Linked DNA regions of Gasterosteus aculeatus: region 2 is linked to region 1. The links are chromatin contacts, called in public Hi-C maps. All regions are on one chromosome and are shown on one strand. The core of a region is the stretch at or near the end of the contact, and the rest is flanking DNA. Distances in the headings are between cores, read along the strand shown.

Region 1 (4,023 bases), core at 411-2,910:
ACTGAATAGAAGCTCAGGGAGGCAAAGCGGGCCAACTTTGTGTGATGCTCACTTGGTGCCCTCTGAGTTAAACAGTTACGGTCTCCGATAATGGGGAAGTCAATCAAGATTTGAGCAGAGTGGATTGTGGGAGCTGCCTGCACGGATAGAGACACACTTGTGGAGAGAGAGAGAGAGAGAGAGAGAGAGAGAGAGAGAGAGAGAGAGAGGTGAAGTGTTTGATGATGTTTAAAGAGGATTCTGGGGACAGGTGCTAACATTTCTTAATTCAGATTTAGTCTTTCTTTCATTCCCTCGCGTTCTCCTCACCTACACATACAGTGTTGAATGTAAACCAATGTGGAAGATGCTGTCCGTGCATTGGATACCTAGACAGCTCAGCCACTGCATCATCGCCTCTTAAGTTATTGTAGGGAATTTGTGCAAGCAGCTTTTTGTTTACACATACAAGCGAATGACATTACCATTCATTTGGGGGGGTCGTGTTTCTGGTCACCCCTGAAAATACTGGGACAATGATGTGTTGTCTTGCAGCAGGAAGCCCGGCTTTGGGAGCACAAAGGACCTACGATGTGTCTCGATCTCAAAGTCGTCGACAAAATGCAACACGTGTGCAAAACGAAACCCTTGCAGAGCAAACACTGCGCACGCTTCCATGAAGGCCATTACCGGCCGCCCGCAGCTAGAAGCAAGCATGTGCCAGGGACACTCACAGGGGAACTCTGCCCCCCCCCCGCGGTAGTATTTCATCATTTAGAATAACCTAAGGAGAAACGTCTGCGCCTCTGGAACGTGTTCTCAGATCATCGGGGGAAATAACAGCGACGCTCGACTCAGCTGCGTCGGGGAGAAGCTTCCTCTAACCCACGAGCCTTTCGGAAGTGAACCTGCGCCACAAAAGGCCCAACGGCTTAATTGTGTTCCAGTGAACCCGCCGGCAAGGCGGGGAACTCTGTTTTTCTACCGTTGACCCGAGAGCCCTTTTCTGTTTTGTGCCTCAGAAACCTTTGATCAGACTTGTATTTGGTTCTGCAACAAAGCTGAAATGATTTATTTGTATTTATTGATAGATATTAATACCACAAATGTGCAGCACTGTACACAATGAAACAAATACCAAGGTGTGTGAACGGTGTGTAGTTGCGGGACTACAGGGGGAGAAAAGGGACGAAGAAAGATGAGGGACCATGTTGGAGAGGCGGCACCAGGTGTATTCCATTCCTCCCAAATGTGTTGTTGCTGTGGGCAGGAAGCTCAGGTGCTTCGCTGTGAGCGGCAGCGTTTGTGGTCGGACGGCTGCCCGCTGCCCCTGACCACTAATTGGTTTGGGGTTAAACCCAACACTCCCCCAGGGGGTATCCAGGTAGCCAGGTGTGTGGATGCTACGGACGGAGGTCACTCATACGGTGCTCAACCTCCTGGGAGCAGCGCCCCTCCCGGTGTTTTTGTGCTCTTGGTTCCGTGCTCCACAACTCGTGCTATTTTTCTGTCTGGAAGAGATGAGATCAGTGTAGAAAGACTTTTCCCTCCGGTGCAGCAGCTGAATGTGACTGTCTGGTTACATGAAGGCTGAAAAGAGAAATGGGACCATGAAGAGCTCACTGCTAAGTGATGCGGTTATCAATGAGGCCGCATGAGTAATCCGTCCTCGGGTTGTCCGCGCCAGCAGCCTGTTGTTAGTCAGTGAGCTCTATTGGTAGCCATGGTGACGGGGGAGCCAACCAGGAAGTGAAGTCAGGTAATGTTAAGAATTATTTAAAGTAGCATATTTAACTACGTTACCTAAAAAACATACTTATTTTAACAGATCTTTTCCTTAATGTTACTAAATAGTTTAGATTATCAATGATAAATGGAACGGTAAAAATATACATAAAATAATTGTCCACGTCTGTATAAGTCTGACTATTTTGCAATCCGTTGCACATTTACAAAGCACTGATGAATGGAGTACCAGCAAGAGAGACGGGTGACATTGCAGAGGATGGGGAGAGGCGAGCGATCGCCACATGAAGTGTGGCGTGTTTTTCAGGGCTGAGCTGTTTAATGCTCGCCACGTCCAATCTCAAGTGTCTTTCTCCTTCCGTCTTTGTGTTTATCTTTTAATTAAAAATGGCAGACCATAAACAGATTACCACGGCAACAAATGAACAAAACAACAAATGGTTCAATAGATCGTTACATCAATCTTCTCTCCCTCTCGCGTACTTTTAATTTATTATTATTGGCATCTCGTCTCTTTTCCTTCTGCCCGCGGGAGAACTCTTATTCTCACTTCCCAGTCTCACCTTTCTTGTCTCCAGCTAGCTGGCAGCTCTCTCAGTCCGCGGCGCATCCTGCTGTGCTTCAGGGAGGGAGGGAGAAAGGGAAGGAGGGAGGGAGGGAGGGAGGGAGGAAGGAGGTGAGAATCAAACCACGGGACGTGTTGGGGCCAAGTCGCGCCCCTCATTGTGCACAATATGTTACTTTTGAAACCGGCCCGGAATCAAACTTTGTTTTTGATTTTCAAACTGACTCAAGGTCCAGATAGTAAGAAACATTAAATAGAATAGAATGCTGAGCGCTGTTAAAATACGCCTGTGTGCTGGATATTCCGTGTTCATTCCACATTAGGAAACCTTGTCGGTGAACATGTCTGTCGAGTTTGCGAGCTGTGCGAAGAGTTTCATCAGCTTTTTGTTTTATATGGTTCTGTTTTGGCATTCAATGTTACTGAAGGAGTCTCCTGACAGCGAAGCAGGAAGGAGGAAGATATGAAGATCTGAGTCATTTCTGCCACAAACAAAAAGATCAAAAGGCACACGGAGGCCCGGCCTTTGAACTTCTCAGCTCATCTACTGCTCGTGTTGAACTGAGGACAGGCCGCGATATCGTGACTCTCTATCGCCTCTCGAAGTGCAGGTGGTATCACAGAGCAGTAGAAGTCTCTGCAACCTGCTCAGCTCCTGTTGATGACGTCAGTTCTTTAGGTTTTTAAGCAATTCTGTCCTTACACATTGCACCTCTGACATTGAACTGAAATAGCATTCTTCTCTTGACCTTAATCATTATGTTGAGTGTAATCTTGTTATTATTACTTTCCTTAACTGTCAAACTACACTCATTACAGTCATTTTGAGGAGTCAGTGTTTAATATATTAGGGGGAGTGGGGGTCAACCCAGCGCGAGGAGATGAATTGGTTGTTCAAAGGGCAGCAATATGCATAAAATGTCACATCGAGTTGCTCCTGTCTGCTAAACACAGAGTCATTTAGTGGCAGTCGACACAAACATTAGTCTCAGCTTTTTCTTTTCTTCATTATCTGAGCTTGTTTTAACAGTCAGCCCTTTCATTTTCTTAATCTTCTACTAATACTCGCATTTCTGACTGAGCTTCCAGTTGGACGAACACGTTTTATGAAGCAAAAATGCTTTGACTCAACCCTTTTCTGTGAATGAACTTTACATCTATTCACACTTTGCTCTCCTGTGTCCATGTTGAGGTTTGTTGTATGTGTCGTGTTGCAAAGTGGCAGTGATTAATTGCTCCGTGGGGTTCGTACCAGCATTGTTTAATTAAATCCTTTAATAATGTCAAAGTTTATGTTCGCTGGGAGTCGCGTTGGGCCTTCTGCATCCGCTCGGCTGTTATCCGCGATCAATCACAGCGTGCGTGTAGCGTGTAATTCATCTCACAGCTCTTCAGGAATCAATCAAACAAGAATCAAAGGCAATTCAACATGAATGTTTTCAGTGTAAACGTGTCACACTTCTGGCATACAAAAAGAATAAACAGACATTTGTATATTCCTAGATACTTCTAAGAATACATGTAAGTACATGTATACTGTACATGTACAATGTTGTCATTAGTTCGTATGGCATGTGGTGAAATCCGGTCCAGACGTCACCGTACGGCAGCTTCCTCCGTCGCTGATTTTGTCCACTGCGACGGAGGAGGCCGCTACACGTGACGGTATTCGGGATAAAGCAGCAGAAAGGGAGGAAGCATCTGTCCAAATCCGACCGCATTTCAAATAATGG
Region 2 (4,567 bases), core at 1,152-3,651, 43 kb before region 1:
CCGAGGGAAAGTAGCATTTAGGATGAGGTAAAGAGACAATATCACTCTCCCTCCCTCTTGAACTGGTGATTATGTGATATGTGGAATGTGTTAACTTCCCTCTCAGGTGGCCTACTGGGACGTGTTTGATGGGACCTTAATCAGAGAGCTGGAGGGCTCGAAGTTCGGGTCCATCAACGGCATGCACATCTCGCAGGACGGCAAGCACTTTGTGACAGGTCCACTGCTTTGTTCCTCCCTCTTTTTTTTTCTTTCAATTTGATTCAATATATACATTTATTATACATATATAAAAGTCCTGTTGTACTCAAATACAAACTGAATTAATAGGGTCAAAGGTTTATGATCTGATTGAAATTTGGTGATCAAAAATTTAGGTCACAGCAACTTCACTAAACGCAATTTTCGCCATAACTCAAGGATTCATAATGCTAATTATGTGCATTTCTCACAAATGTTCACTAGGATAAAAGAATGAAGCGATGACACGGTTGTAAACTGCTACTTCCATAAGTGGCAGAGGCCTAAAACCGCAAGGCGCTAATTGTAGTTGCAAATGTAGTTTCATACTGAGTGACTTGCGTTAAAAACTGTACCATGAAAGTAAGGTTTGTGTATGTCGTGGTATCCTTGTGCTTCTTTCCGTCTGTCTTTCTTCACTCCCATATATGATGGAGAGGGTTCTCTTCTCTTTGCAGCCATTGTTTTCATCTCCTCTGACACTACAATGCACGCTCTGCCATAACGTCTCTGAGGTTGTTGACATGTTTTCCACCTCTCCATGGCAGGCGGAGATGACAAGCTGGTAAAGGTGTGGGACTACATGGCAGGTACGGTCACACACGTGGGAATAGCTCACGGTGCCAGCATCACCAGAGTCAAGATCTGCTCCAATAACCGCACCATAATCAGCACCAGCGCAGACGGAGCCATCCTCCGGTGGAGGTTTCCTCATCCTTCTCCCTCTTAATTTGTGGAACACCACATGTGAACTGCCCGGTGCGACTTCTACTCCAGGAACTCCACATTCACACCCAAATGTATCTGACGTTCTTCCTTAATCTATTCTCTTAACAATTGTTATGAGAGTTCAACAGTCTTACATGAAAATAGTTAGTTAATACTAGGACCAAAAAGGAAATAAATGCATTTCATTAAGCATCAGTGACTTTGTAGTGTTTCATTTTCCAACAGGTAAAAGAACGATATAAAAGAAGAATTGAAAATATCACATATTCGCAGGAGTGGAGGCACTTAAGTGGTAATTCCCCACTGGAACCAAATGTATGTGGGAATTCACGGAACGACACTTAAAGTGAGTTTAAAATTACACTTCAAGGTATAAGAAGGTGTTCTTCCCATCAAAGTGTCCACATTACACTTTTCTAGTGACACCCGCTCTGCAAACCGTTTCTCAATGCAGATGAAATCAGAATGTGTAAAAATAAGGCTATACTATTCAGTGCCTCAGATTTTCACAGATATGATTCTGTTTTTGTGGAGACACTGGCTGATATCAGACAGAATTGTTGACTAGATCGAGTGGGCGAAGTGAAAGGTCTGGATGGAGGGAAGCAGGGTGAAGGAGGGGGCCCAGATTCAGTGAGCTGATCTATCAACAGCGGTTCCCCCAGGGATTCCGGTTAAGACCACAGAGAGTTTCCCTGTCTCTGATCCGAACTTCCTCACTATTGTTCAGAGGGTCTAATCTAAATCATTAATATCTCACCCCTGCTTCCCAACAAAAAGTGTCGCGCAAACCAAGCCATCAAAAACATTTATGAATTAGTACAAACAGAAAAAGGGCATCGCTTTTGTGGGACATTGTGGGTCATTTTCTGTAAGGAATTGTGATTCACTTTATTTGCGTGCGCGTTTCCCAACTTTAATGATTGTATTGAAAAATCCTATTTTTCATTGCAATGGGAGCTCGTCAAGTATAAAAGGAGTCCATACTTTGACGTTAATGCGCACAACAAGAAAAAATGTTTTTATTCACACATTTGGGTCAGTTAGGGTCATGTTTAGGTTCAACAACCACACAAATGGCAGAATCACCATCCAACAGATGCCAACCGCATCTTCTTCTGAAGCATTAGCGTCAATCGGGTGATGGTGTAATTAGTCCTACAGGGGGCAGTTTAACGCTGACAGAGATTGTCACACGTGACAAACTGTCAACACAGAAGTTTTCGTCTTTAATGTGTAACGTCGATTTAACAACTTCCTTGTTCCCTGTGCAGCAAACGAGTCTGGTGAGTTTTGCTCTTTGCCGCTGCAGCTTGAGACAGTGAGTACAACTATAACTAGAAACACTCCACCCAAAGGAAGTCTGTGAATGGGGGCGGTCATTGTAGAGAGAATCCCCCCCCAAAACGGAAACTCTTTCACGTTAGGAGAGGAGACGAGAGGGGAGGAAAGGAGAGGAGGGCGCTGACAGCCATCGGTGAGGAAGTGTGATTGAACGTGCCGCGCGCGGAGGGAGGAGGACCCTCGTCTCATCTGGGTTCCCGCGCCGAGCATCGCTTCACGAACCGCGCGCCACTGGGGAATTAACCGGGATGTCACCGGTAATCACGCGCCTTACCGGCGCCACCTCAGCGGCGAGGCTTGCGGAGAGAAACGTGCAGGAGGAGAGATAGACAGCCGCGGCGGACAGGTGCCACTCCGCAGCCCGTGTCATTTGGGTTGTTTTTGAGGGGGGGGTTCTACAAAGTACCAGCGCCATGGATACCCGCAAGGAGAGCAAGGTAAGGAAAGCCTTGAAACCCAAAGCGACGAAGCGAAAACACAAGAAATACAAAACCGGGAGCTTCGGCAGAAAGAAATCGCTGCGATCTTTCGGGAATTTCATGGGGAGGATCCTTAAAACTTTGGGCACTTTGGCGCACTTTGGCGACGCGCAGCCGCCGGGCGCGGAGGAGGAGGAGGACGACGACGGCGGCTTCGGGCCGGGCGACTCGGGGGGTTTCAAAGACGGCGGCGCGCAGGTCGCCCGGGAGGAGGACGCCGCGAAGAAGAGCTCCGCGGCGGCGGCGGCGGCGGCGTCCTCCTCGCGCGGCCCGGTGAAGGGCAGGCTGTCGTGGTGCCACGGCGACAAGACCCCCGGGGTGCTGGGGCTGAAGAACCACGGCAACACCTGCTTCATGAACGCCGTGGTCCAGTGCCTGAGCAACACGGACCTGCTGGCCGAGCACCTCGGCCTGGAGCAGTACAAGTCCGAGGGGGGCCACGGCGGGGCGGACGGGCGGGGGAGAGGCGAGGAGCTGCAGGCCGCCAGGGGAGAGGTGACCGAGCAGCTGGCGTCGCTGGTCCGAGGGCTGTGGACCCTGGAGTACACGCCGCAGGTGTCCGTGGAGTTCAAGGTGAGGCCGCACCGGGGTGTCGCGCGTGTTTGGCGGCGTCGTGTTTAATCACCTGTTCACCGCGAGCTTTTATTTTATCATGTTTTACCCACCTGCCATTGACAAAAATGAGTTATATATGACCTCATAGGAAGATGTTAATGTCCTTATAATAAAGGGAACACGCTTTACCGTTTTACAAATACGAGCTGTATTTCTTTGGTAAATACTCGAAATGCATAAAACATGCGTGGGCCCCAGACCCCCAGGGGCCCTGACATACTCCGCCAAGTTAAATAGTGTGTTGATTGATTTCTGGTTATTTTATTAACTGCACATTTGTCTGGGAATGTTCTCCGCTAAAGCTCAATAAAAAACAACAACAATGGCACAGGGCCTAAAGGCATTTAAAATCACATTACCTCACAGCTAATTGACACACGGCAGCAGAGAGCTGCGGCCCGGTAGTTTAATTTCCAGCGCCGGTGGGTGTCTGGGTCTCTCTGGGCCCAAATAATGCAGCTGCTGTGAGCGGCCTGCTGCTGTGTGGTCTGCACTCAGCAGGTACTTGGAGATGACAGGAATATATTCACATTGGGAGGGGACTGCGTGAGGGGGGGGCAATGGGGGTTCACCCGACCCCTCTGTGAGCTGCTCCTGCAATAAAGACAGGTCATTATCGACACATTTAGATTAGTTCTGCACATTCATCCCAGGGGATCTAAGCGGCACCTTTTAAACACAGTCCCAGTAGGTTTAATGTGTCCCGGGGCCCCCACAGTATGTGTCGAGAGGTGGGTTATGCAAGGTTTATTACACTGAGGACTGAGGAACCAAAATTGGTTCAAGGGGTGGCAGTCTGTGTCCAACGAAGACGCTCGGCTCATGTGTGTCTAGTAAACCACTGACAATAAAAGGTATTCACCACTTTGCCTCCCAGTTTCAAGCCTTTATTCTTGTTTGTTGAGCTCGCAGTGCAGTTACTGATTACACACAGGGTGCAGCGTCCCCGCCTGACTCGCCATGCCCCGCAACTCAGGTGGTTTGTCTGCATTCCCGCCCTTCCGGGTGACAGCCGGAGCAGGAAGGAGTCCTGGATTCCGGCCTCATTCATTAACTCTAAAGCCCAGTCACGTGACGTGACAAAATGCAAGTCGTCTTGTCACTGCAGTTGGGAGGCGGTGCTGCAGGTTCCTCTCTGTGCTGGGCACACTCAGTGGTAA

The links. A called contact is a pair of places that touch in the nucleus more often than the background predicts.
Region 2: a contact with region 1 is called in a Hi-C map of whole body, with 2.4 times the contacts expected there. The contact joins the promoter of usp43a here to the enhancer-like site in region 1. A contact is called at or near these places in 3 of 6 Hi-C or Micro-C datasets (skeletal muscle and whole body).

The regions. Positions count from the first base shown.
Region 1 is chr9:5,572,963-5,576,985 of fGasAcu3.hap1.1, reverse strand. The region is part of intron 6 of usp43a (ubiquitin specific peptidase 43a); the gene reads left to right. Among protein-coding and RNA genes, the nearest start is that of LOC144383244, 9.2 kb to the right of the region's middle. Within about 2 kb of position 1,660, at least 3 of the 9 cell types and tissues checked have open chromatin away from gene starts, as enhancers often do.
Region 2 is chr9:5,615,672-5,620,238 of fGasAcu3.hap1.1, reverse strand. It overlaps usp43a (ubiquitin specific peptidase 43a), which reads left to right and starts at 2,401. Exons shown (of 16, transcript XM_040187101.2): 1 at 2,401-3,365. The coding sequence starts at 2,727. It overlaps cfap52 (cilia and flagella associated protein 52), which reads left to right. Exons shown (of 14, transcript XM_078080260.1): 13 at 107-218; 14 at 789-1,161. The coding sequence ends at 970.